Linked DNA regions of Mus musculus: region 2 is linked to region 1. The links are chromatin contacts, called in public promoter capture Hi-C maps. All regions are on one chromosome and are shown on one strand. Each heading gives the region's core, a stretch centred on a gene start, on an enhancer-like site or on the middle of the called end of the contact. The rest is flanking DNA. Distances are from core to core; before and after follow the strand shown. Region 1 holds the start of Cenpk (centromere protein K). Region 2 overlaps Cwc27 (CWC27 spliceosome-associated protein).

Region 1 (4,254 bases), core at 1,177-3,676:
TTATTCCAAGCTAATTCTCTACAGTCTCAGTTCACAAGATTTCCTTTTCCTAGTATATATTTTTCCATAAAATCTTACCAAGATTTCTCTAACCTCTTTAAACTATACATTCGGACTTTTCCATTTTTGTCTTGTCCTAATTTCACAGGCTCTTAATTATCCATTTACTTCTTGTAGAAAGGTAACCTTGACTCCTTCATAATGCCTTACACATTTCTCCTAAGTATAGTTTTTTGCATTCTACCATAATACCCTTAATGGTGCATTATATACAATATTATGAATGACCTCTATAAGCAAAAAAAATCTCCCTGAGAACCAAAACTACCATTATTTTTTTTCTCTTTCTATAGCTTATCAAGTATAAAAATTTTTAAAAGAATGCTTTTAGGTATAAAATCTATACAAATAATTTATAAAAAAAATAGTTATGCGGAAACTAACACGGTTTCTTTCCTAAGTCAATTATGTAAAATTATATTAATATATCACTTTTATCTGTTGAAACTTACATCTTCCATGTCTTTCCACATTTCTTCACATTCTTTAATAAGTTCTTCCTCTGTATCTATAACAGCTTCCACATCTGTAATAGTATCTGGATGTACTTCTTGTTTATTCTCTGACATATCCTTTATAGTTTTCTTCACCTTACTGCAACTACTAACGTTAAAAAAAAAAAAAAAAGACACATGCATTAAACAACTATCTGCTGAATGTAGGAGTGACTAAAAAAACAAAAAGTCCTTTTTATCAAAAGAGAAACATGAACACGCACCTGTTGGAGGGAATATTTTCATATAGCCATTATTAAAAAAAAAAAAAGAGTATGGATGTTAGCAAAAATTAGAAACAGAACTACCACAGGATCCAGTAATTCCACTATTAGATATATATCCAAAGGAAACTAGCATGTTAAAAAGATGTTTACAATCTTGTTTACTATAGCACCATTCACAATAGCCCAGATATGTAATCAACTAAGTGTCCACCTAATGAAGAATGGATTTAAATTTTAAAAAGTTCCATTGTAACAGGAGAGTCAGTAGAAAAACAAGAGTGCAAAATTCAGGTAGGTGAGGAGATGTATTGGTAAGAGCTTGTGGAAGGTGTGTTTGAATTACTTCTTCCAACTAAGTGAAATGGAACCTAAGGTGATCCACTGTGAGGAAGTATCAAGGAATTTGAATTTTAAGAGCAGATACAGCCAGGTGGTGTGACCCCTGCCTTTAATCCCAGCACTTGGGAAGCAGAAGCAGAGGCATTCGAATCTCTGTCCTTTCAAGGACAGTCAGGACATAAAAGAAAAATCCTATCTCAGAAGGGGTCAGGGTTCAGAGAAATAGCTTATCACATAAAGGCTATAAGGTTTACAAACAAAATTTTAAGAGGAGAGGGGGAAAGGTTACAGAATGTTGGTTTTTTTTGTTTTTTGTTTTTGTCTTTAAGAAAACTCAAAGAATATAAAGCAACTTTGGATAGTAGCCCACTTTAAATTACTAACTAGTGGCCCAATTAAAACAACAAAAGATAGCATATTAATGAATATAGTCATCCAGGGCAAGGTTACTAGATGGCTGTTGTAAAGATGATAGTGTATCATGAGGTACAGTTAGGTAATTTTAAGGATGTAGAGAGGACCTGTAGTTTACAACATCAGATGTAAATCAGAATAAACACCGCCCCAATGTATTTTTTTACTCATAAGGAATTTTTAAGTCTTAAATTGCTTAACCTGTAAATTACCAACGGAGAAGTGGTACAGGATGCAGCTTTGTTGTTGGAATAGACAGAACACGGTAGCATGCTCCTAGGTTAAAGGTGTCAATAACGCGAAGATGTCAACTCCCCCCAAATTGTCCTCTTTTATCTTAATTAACATCTTAAAGGCGACAAAAACTCTGTCGCACTTGATGAGGAAATTCTAGACCTATACAGAAATATAAAGATCCAGAAATAGCAAAGGCTCATAGACTATATGCTAATCGTCAAACATAGAGCAGGCAGGTGGAGACGCGGGAACGTAACACGCAGGCCCTTCGTGAATTTCTCGCGTCACATACATACACATTCCAAGTCAAAAAGAATATTCTAAATGGGAGGCCACCTTATAAATTACAGTAATTTCAATATATAGTTTAGCTGATAGAAATCTACTTCATTCTTTTTAACAAAAAGTTCCTTCCAACCCCGCCCCTCGGCTTTTTCGGGAAAAAACAGGTAGGTTCTAGAACAGCATTGGCCCGAGAGGCCGAGAAGCGCGAGACCTCCAGTTCGTAAGGCGTAAGCGTCCGATCTAGGGGGTACCTGGGTCCCCCAAACCCGCGAGCTGCCATCCTCCTTGACAGAAAACTGGGGCCTTTGCCAGTCAGAGCCGGTTTCAACTCACTTCAGTCCTCCGGCCTCCTCAGCGCTCTCGTCAACACAGCCAAGCCGCGCTGTTTACGCGCGCTGCTCGCTGATTGGACCAGCTGCGCCCACCGCAGCCAATCAAAAAGCGCTTCCGGCAGCTGACGGACAAAAGCTGCGCCGCGGCTCGGGGAAACCTAGTTCACTCGGTCGTCGCGTCTCTTCTAACGCCTCGGACGACATGGCGACCGAGAGTGGGAGCGATTCGCAGCTGAGGAGGAGAAGGCGCCGAGACCCAGAGGGATCAGAAAAAACGGAACTGAGCGAGCGAGAACCGGCCCTGGCAGTGGCGGGGAGCGAAGAAAATGATGATGAGAATGAAGAGCGCTGGGTCGGGCCTTTACCGGTGGAGGCAACCCTTGCCAAGAAGAGGAAAGGTAGCAGCGGAGAGCCCGCGAGCAAGCTGGACGGCTACTCCGGCCGAGTGGGAGGGTTGATCTCAAGCACGCCCACGGGCGGGAGTGAGATTGTGGGTTTGTGCACTTAGAACGGACGATCTTCACTGCATTTCCTCCCTAAAGAGTGAATTGGTGTTAGTATGGCGTGTTAAAAAAAAAAAAAAAAAAAGGAACACCGTTGATTCCTGACTGTCAGAGATGATACAAACTAGTGCTTGTCTGTATTTCTGTGTTTGGATGCTTTTTTTGACCTCATAGCTGCTGTGTGAAGTTGGAATTCCTAATATTGATTGAGCAGGTGTGGGAAGGAGCTCTCAGAATCATAAACACTTAAGCTTTCAACCCTGACTCGTCTAGTAATGAATTTTCAAACTCAGGGGAAGTTGCTTAAGCTAGCTGGATATGAAGCCATACTCGAGACAATATAGTAAAGTTTTGCCACTAACGTGAATAATAACAAGATTTTATAATATTAAAGTTTGGTAAAGAGATAATATTTACTGTTTTAAAGACTGTTCTAGGAACTTTTTCATAAATGTCTTAGGGTTGTGTGTGTGTGTGTGTTCGTTCGCTCACGCGTTAATCTCAATTCTGACTGTGGAACTATTTAAAAATCTTTTATTTTCAGAACAAAGCCCAAACACCTTAACATGGATTATGAGGCAGTTTGTCTCTCTTTATTTCCCCAAGCAGGACTCCCAATTCTGTCCATTCTCAAAACCCTACCTTGTCCTTGAGCAAGGGCTCCTCTACGTTCCTGTCCAGATACTGTGAAGTGTCTCTATCTGGAGTCATTTCTCTCCTTTAACCATGCTAGCTTTTTAACAGGTCTAGGTTTTAGGTCAGTGCTTTTTGAACATTGGATAGTGACACCCTTTAGTTAGCTCCTTACTTTTTCTGCCCAATCCTGCTTTTGCCTTCGAGGCACTTACTACTTTTTGTAGTTGTGTGTTTACTCATGTGACTTCCTGAACACTACTAGCCTAATCATGTAAGAACAAGGATCTTGTACTTTCGGCTCCAACACTTCAATACAGTGTTTTGCATACAAGTTTAAATGAATATTTTATAACATTTGTGCTGTTATTATTTCACCTAAATATTACTACAAGAACTGCTTAGGTGGAAAGAATGGAAGGATAATTTAGGAAGGAAAACGAAACAAAATGAAAAAGAAAAACCAAACTTTGAAATGCTGACATAGGAAACAAGTGTCTTATGAACAATAGAGTTGGGACAGGAATAGGTATATCATGTGAAAAATCTTTTCCCTTAGCCAGATTTTTTTTTTAAGCCAACCAATGGAGTTTGAGTTTGAGGGAGGATGACAGGTGCTTAGTGATTTAAAATTTTTGGAAATGTAGGCAAGATTAGACTTTTGTGTGTATATGTTCACAATGATATATGGTTGTTTTATAGTACTTTGAGTTAAGCTATTTTTTAAACA
Region 2 (4,343 bases), core at 436-2,935, 510 kb before region 1:
TGACTTCTTTAACCTGTTGGTTATTTAGGAATATTATTTTCCACTACTTACAAATTTGTCAAATATTTCATTGTTCTTAGTTTCAAATCTCATTTCTTGTTGTCTTAGAACATACATTGTTTGATTTTTAACCCTTCTAAGTATATTTAGGTTTGTTTGTGGACTAATATTTGGGATTGTTTCCTATGTATTGAAGAGATTGAATTTCACACGTGAATGAAGTATTCCATAGAGAACCTATGCCTTTGATTGCTCACTACATGGCATGGATAGGAAGAGAAGGGGCAAATTGTATAACACTAAAGTCAAGATTTGTGTAAAGCCCCTCCCTGTGGTCATTCCTCTTTCTTCCATATTAGGAAGTAACCCAGGGGAGTGTGCAAACTTCCCCTGTATCACATAGCTAGTGAGGTTTGAACTACAGTGCAGACTTGTCTCTGGGGTTTCAAAGTATACAGAACTTACCGATGAGAAAGCATACATAGTATTTGCTTTTGCTATTGTTACTGTAGTTGTTATAAATACATTGTGCAGCTTTAATTCACAAGCACTTTTGCAATGTGAATTTACACTTTAAGAGGCCTGCTTTTCTAAATTATTGGTATACTTTTAGTGTGGCTGTTGAAAGAAGATAAAATCTTAATGATGGCAATTAGTATTTTATCATTAATTTGCTCCTAACATCAGAGGGAGTAAAGCCAATCAGAATTTGAACCACATAGAAGACATGGGTCTAAGTTTATACACAAACTCAATGGTCCTAGCAAAGAAAGCCTAGTGAAGCATTTTGACAGATATGCAGTTGATGGTTAAGAAGGTATTCTGCAGACCAGTGAAGCATGAGAGTGCAATCTCAGCCATAATATTCTAGCACTTCTTGGTACGTTTGCCCTCAGGTGTAGAGTTGGACCCAGGCTTTACTGCATGGTGTAGCAGAACTGACTTCCTCTCAGCAAATGGAGCATAGGCTCCATAAAAGAAGAGGAGAATGGAAGGGTGTTCCTAGGCCTCCAGAATGTGTTTGTTGATCTGCTTTTGTGTGTTCGTTACATTACGTTGAATACTCATTACCAAATTACCAGTTTCATGCCCTTTTGAACTAATTTATTATTATAAATATGCCACATATTCATTCTCAATGCTGAGTAAAATACCAACCCCAAAGCAGCCACAGAGTATGAAAATTCATGAAGTTATGGAAACTGCAGAAGACTGCCCTCCTCACCCAAAACATTCTTTCTATCCCCTTTAACCTATGTATTAGAAAAACCATCTGAAAACTCCTTCTGTTACATGTGCAGTGAAGGACCATTCCTCTGAATCCCAGAGAATCTAAATTTGTTTAATAATGACTTTGAGAGAAAAGCTTGACCAACCCATTTCTTGGTTGTCTCCTAAATTTTTAGTATGCCCAATTATCAATATATTGAATTTTGATCAAATGTAAAGTAGCTAAATAATTCTGGTAGTGCTTTGTACAGTTTTTTACCTAGAAGAATATTAATAAAACTATGCATTACTTCTGTAACATTTCTTTGAACCAGGGGTCCTCAAAGTCACCAGACTGTCTGCGCCGGTTCTCCAGGGTGCGCGTTAGAGAGAGAGTCTCAGTCCTCACTCTGAAGCTGTAGGAGGAGCTGAGTCAGCATTAGGAGCTGTAGGAGGAGCTGAGTCAGCATTAGGAGCTGTAGGAGGAGCTGGAGTCAGCATTATGAGTTTTAGCAAAGCACCAGGTGGCTCTGGTATTTGCTATAACATTTAGAAATGCCATTTAAAGAATAATCAACCAAAAATACACCTTTGTCTATTTTTTTCCTATGCTGTCTTTAGTGATATATATTCAGTATAGCTTTTGTTTTAGCGTTGACAGTGTAATGTGTATAAAAGTGTTAGTTTTATTCTACCTGGTCTATTCTTTGTGACTCTAGTTATTGTATACGCTTTTCTATCTAATGTGTTACTTATTAGCCATTTCTTACCAATTTATCTTTCTGTACTCCATTGTTTCTAATTATCCACACTATATCTGTAAAGTATCATCTCTCTAGATCATGTGATATATGTTTTGTATGCATACTTGGAGTATGCACATATGTGCACCTGTACACATGCAGATCAAGAACATCACACATGTATCCCTTAATCACTGTCCACATCATTATTGTTACTATTATTTTACTATTGTTATTTTTGAGACAAGTTCTCACATTGAACCTGAAGTTCACTGTTTTAGCTAAGACTTGCTGGCCAGTGAACTCCCAGGATCTGTGTATATCTGCCTCCCAGTGGTGGGTCTACATGGTCATGGCTGCTCTTAAATGGGTGCTAGGGATTTGAACTCAGGGACTTCTGCTTTTACTCCAAGTGCTCTTACCCACTGAGCTATCTCCCCAGCCTCATCATTTTAGATTTTGATATGGCTGTCAATGTCATAAGTTTATATGATATGCTTAGCACAGTTCTTAGGAGAAATTTTGGACTAGAGGAATAAAAAAGCAGACATGGAATTCTAATTATATTACTTCGTTGATTATAATTTTATTGAACTTTTTCTATAAAAGTTTGTTTATTCATAAAATTAAGACAAATATTGAATCTTGCCACATGTCCTACTGGTCTATTAAAGATATGTAAGGGCCCATGAAGACCAATATGCAGTGTATTTTATAAACTGGTAGTTTTATTCATGAGGCATGAATCAAGCCTAAATTAAGAGCTCATATAAATAAATATAAATAAAGCATCTTTCCCATTTAGACTGATGGAATTCACTTTGGATTTCACATTAGTTAAATTAAAATATGTTTTATTAGGTGCAAGTAGTTTCCAAAGTGCTTTTCCTGGCCCTTCTTGTCCTCATTCTCTGGGGGGGGCAGGGGGGGGAGGGCTGTTCTAGCAGGTCAGACAAGGTTTGGATGCTGCCTGTCTGCCAGGTAGTAGAGGAGTGGGAAGACCAGGGCCAGGTTGTCTATCATGGAAAAGAAGACCCAGAGCCTGCAGCAACCTTGGCATGAGTCAGCCCTTCTGTAAGGCCACTGAGGTTACAGCTTGTCTCAGCTAAGCCCCTTCAGCTTTTTGGAAACAATCTGAAAATTCATTTAGAGCAAAGATTTAAGTGTAAGTTAGTGTTTTTATAAAAGTCAGACAGTTCAAAATGATGGGCTCTACAGGTGCCCTAGAGCCTGCTGTGTCCACAAACTGCCACATTATTTACAGTGTGTCTGTATAGCATTAGAAAAGAAGAAAAGCAGGTTTAATTTGTTTCCTCCTCTTCCTCTTCCTTCTCTTCTCCCTCTTCCTTTTTTTTTTCTAGGTTTATGGTTTTGTTGTTTATTCTTGGAAGACATAATTATATGAATTCCTCTTCTCCTCTCCCCTATTTCTACCTTTTCTCTCCTCTGTCTCCTCCCCATGGCTATCAGGAAGGACAATTTTAAAAGTAAAATAGAGGTACAAGTTTATATTAAATCTCCAAAATTACCCTCTTAGTAGCTTAGTACATACTGGCTTCGTTGACTCATGCAGAAGCTGAGGCATCCCAGGCATGGGTCAGTCAATTCCAAAATGTTTCCACTAAAACTGGAGCATTCTTATTCTTTTCCCTCCCTCCCTTTCTTTCAGCTGGTCTGGACCGGTAGTTTTATCAATCATACAGCCCGTTTCTAAGGTGGTGGCTAGTAGACCTTCAATGGAAATCTTAGAGACCTACACTGAAAGCCTCTGTACACTGTAGTTATAGACTTGTTACTTAGTACAAATCAGAACATACTGTATGATAAAATTCATTTATTCTATGAGTGAGGCATGTTACATCTTTTGTTCTGTTCTTGACTTAATGAATTTATTTGAAAAATATGTGATAGATAGTGAAACCATGGTAGAAATTAAATATACAGTCATTAAGTGTCTTGAATACCAGAATGTTTTTAGTTGAGTAAATTTTTTTTCTAGTTGCATCAAGTATTTTAACCCTAGAGAAGGGTACAGAAGGAATGCATTGTGAGAACTAAAATATTCCCACCAAAAACTTCTTTCCAAACAAAAGCGAGTTTATCTTTGTCATCAGACTTTATAATTTATAAAATCATTAAGTCATATATTACATTCTGCAGAGCTAACCACTGGTTTCATTTTGATACCTTTATTTTTGTTTTTGTGTGTAGGCACATATAATATATGTATGTGGATAAATGAATCATATAAATGGAATAACACTCTGGTTTTCTTATATTATGTCTAAGGTATGGCCTAATTATTGGAAACTTCTCATTGTACACAGTATTGTACACTCCGTGCACCCTTAGTATGTGCAGATTCTTGAACACTTTAGAATTATTAGGATC

Evidence for each region. Promoter capture Hi-C pulls out the DNA fragments that hold promoters and counts their contacts.
Region 2: a contact with region 1 is called in a promoter capture Hi-C map of second pharyngeal arch cranial neural crest. The contact joins the enhancer-like site here to the promoter of Cenpk in region 1. A contact is called at or near these places in 11 of 39 promoter capture datasets (the 3T3-L1 cell line, the C10 cell line, cranial neural crest and 7 more), 5 of 115 datasets of contacts at active chromatin or transcription factors (the SCID.adh cell line, bone marrow-derived macrophages, embryonic basal ganglia and 2 more) and 5 of 9 other capture datasets (adipose tissue, embryonic stem cells, liver and 2 more).

The regions. Positions count from the first base shown.
Region 1 is chr13:104,227,138-104,231,391 of GRCm38.p6, reverse strand. It overlaps Cenpk (centromere protein K), which reads right to left and starts at 2,426. Exons shown (of 10, transcript NM_001377093.1): 1 at 2,390-2,426; 2 at 513-663. The coding sequence starts at 629. It overlaps Ppwd1 (peptidylprolyl isomerase domain and WD repeat containing 1), which reads left to right and starts at 2,548. Exons shown (of 11, transcript NM_172807.4): 1 at 2,548-2,786. The coding sequence starts at 2,591.
Region 2 is chr13:104,740,368-104,744,710 of GRCm38.p6, reverse strand. The region is part of intron 10 of Cwc27 (CWC27 spliceosome-associated protein); the gene reads left to right. Among named protein-coding and RNA genes, the nearest start is that of Cwc27, 74 kb to the left of the region's middle. Within about 2 kb of position 1,685, at least 25 of the 459 cell types and tissues checked have an H3K27ac peak or open chromatin away from gene starts, as enhancers often do. A contact at or near this core is called in second pharyngeal arch cranial neural crest, where this site is marked.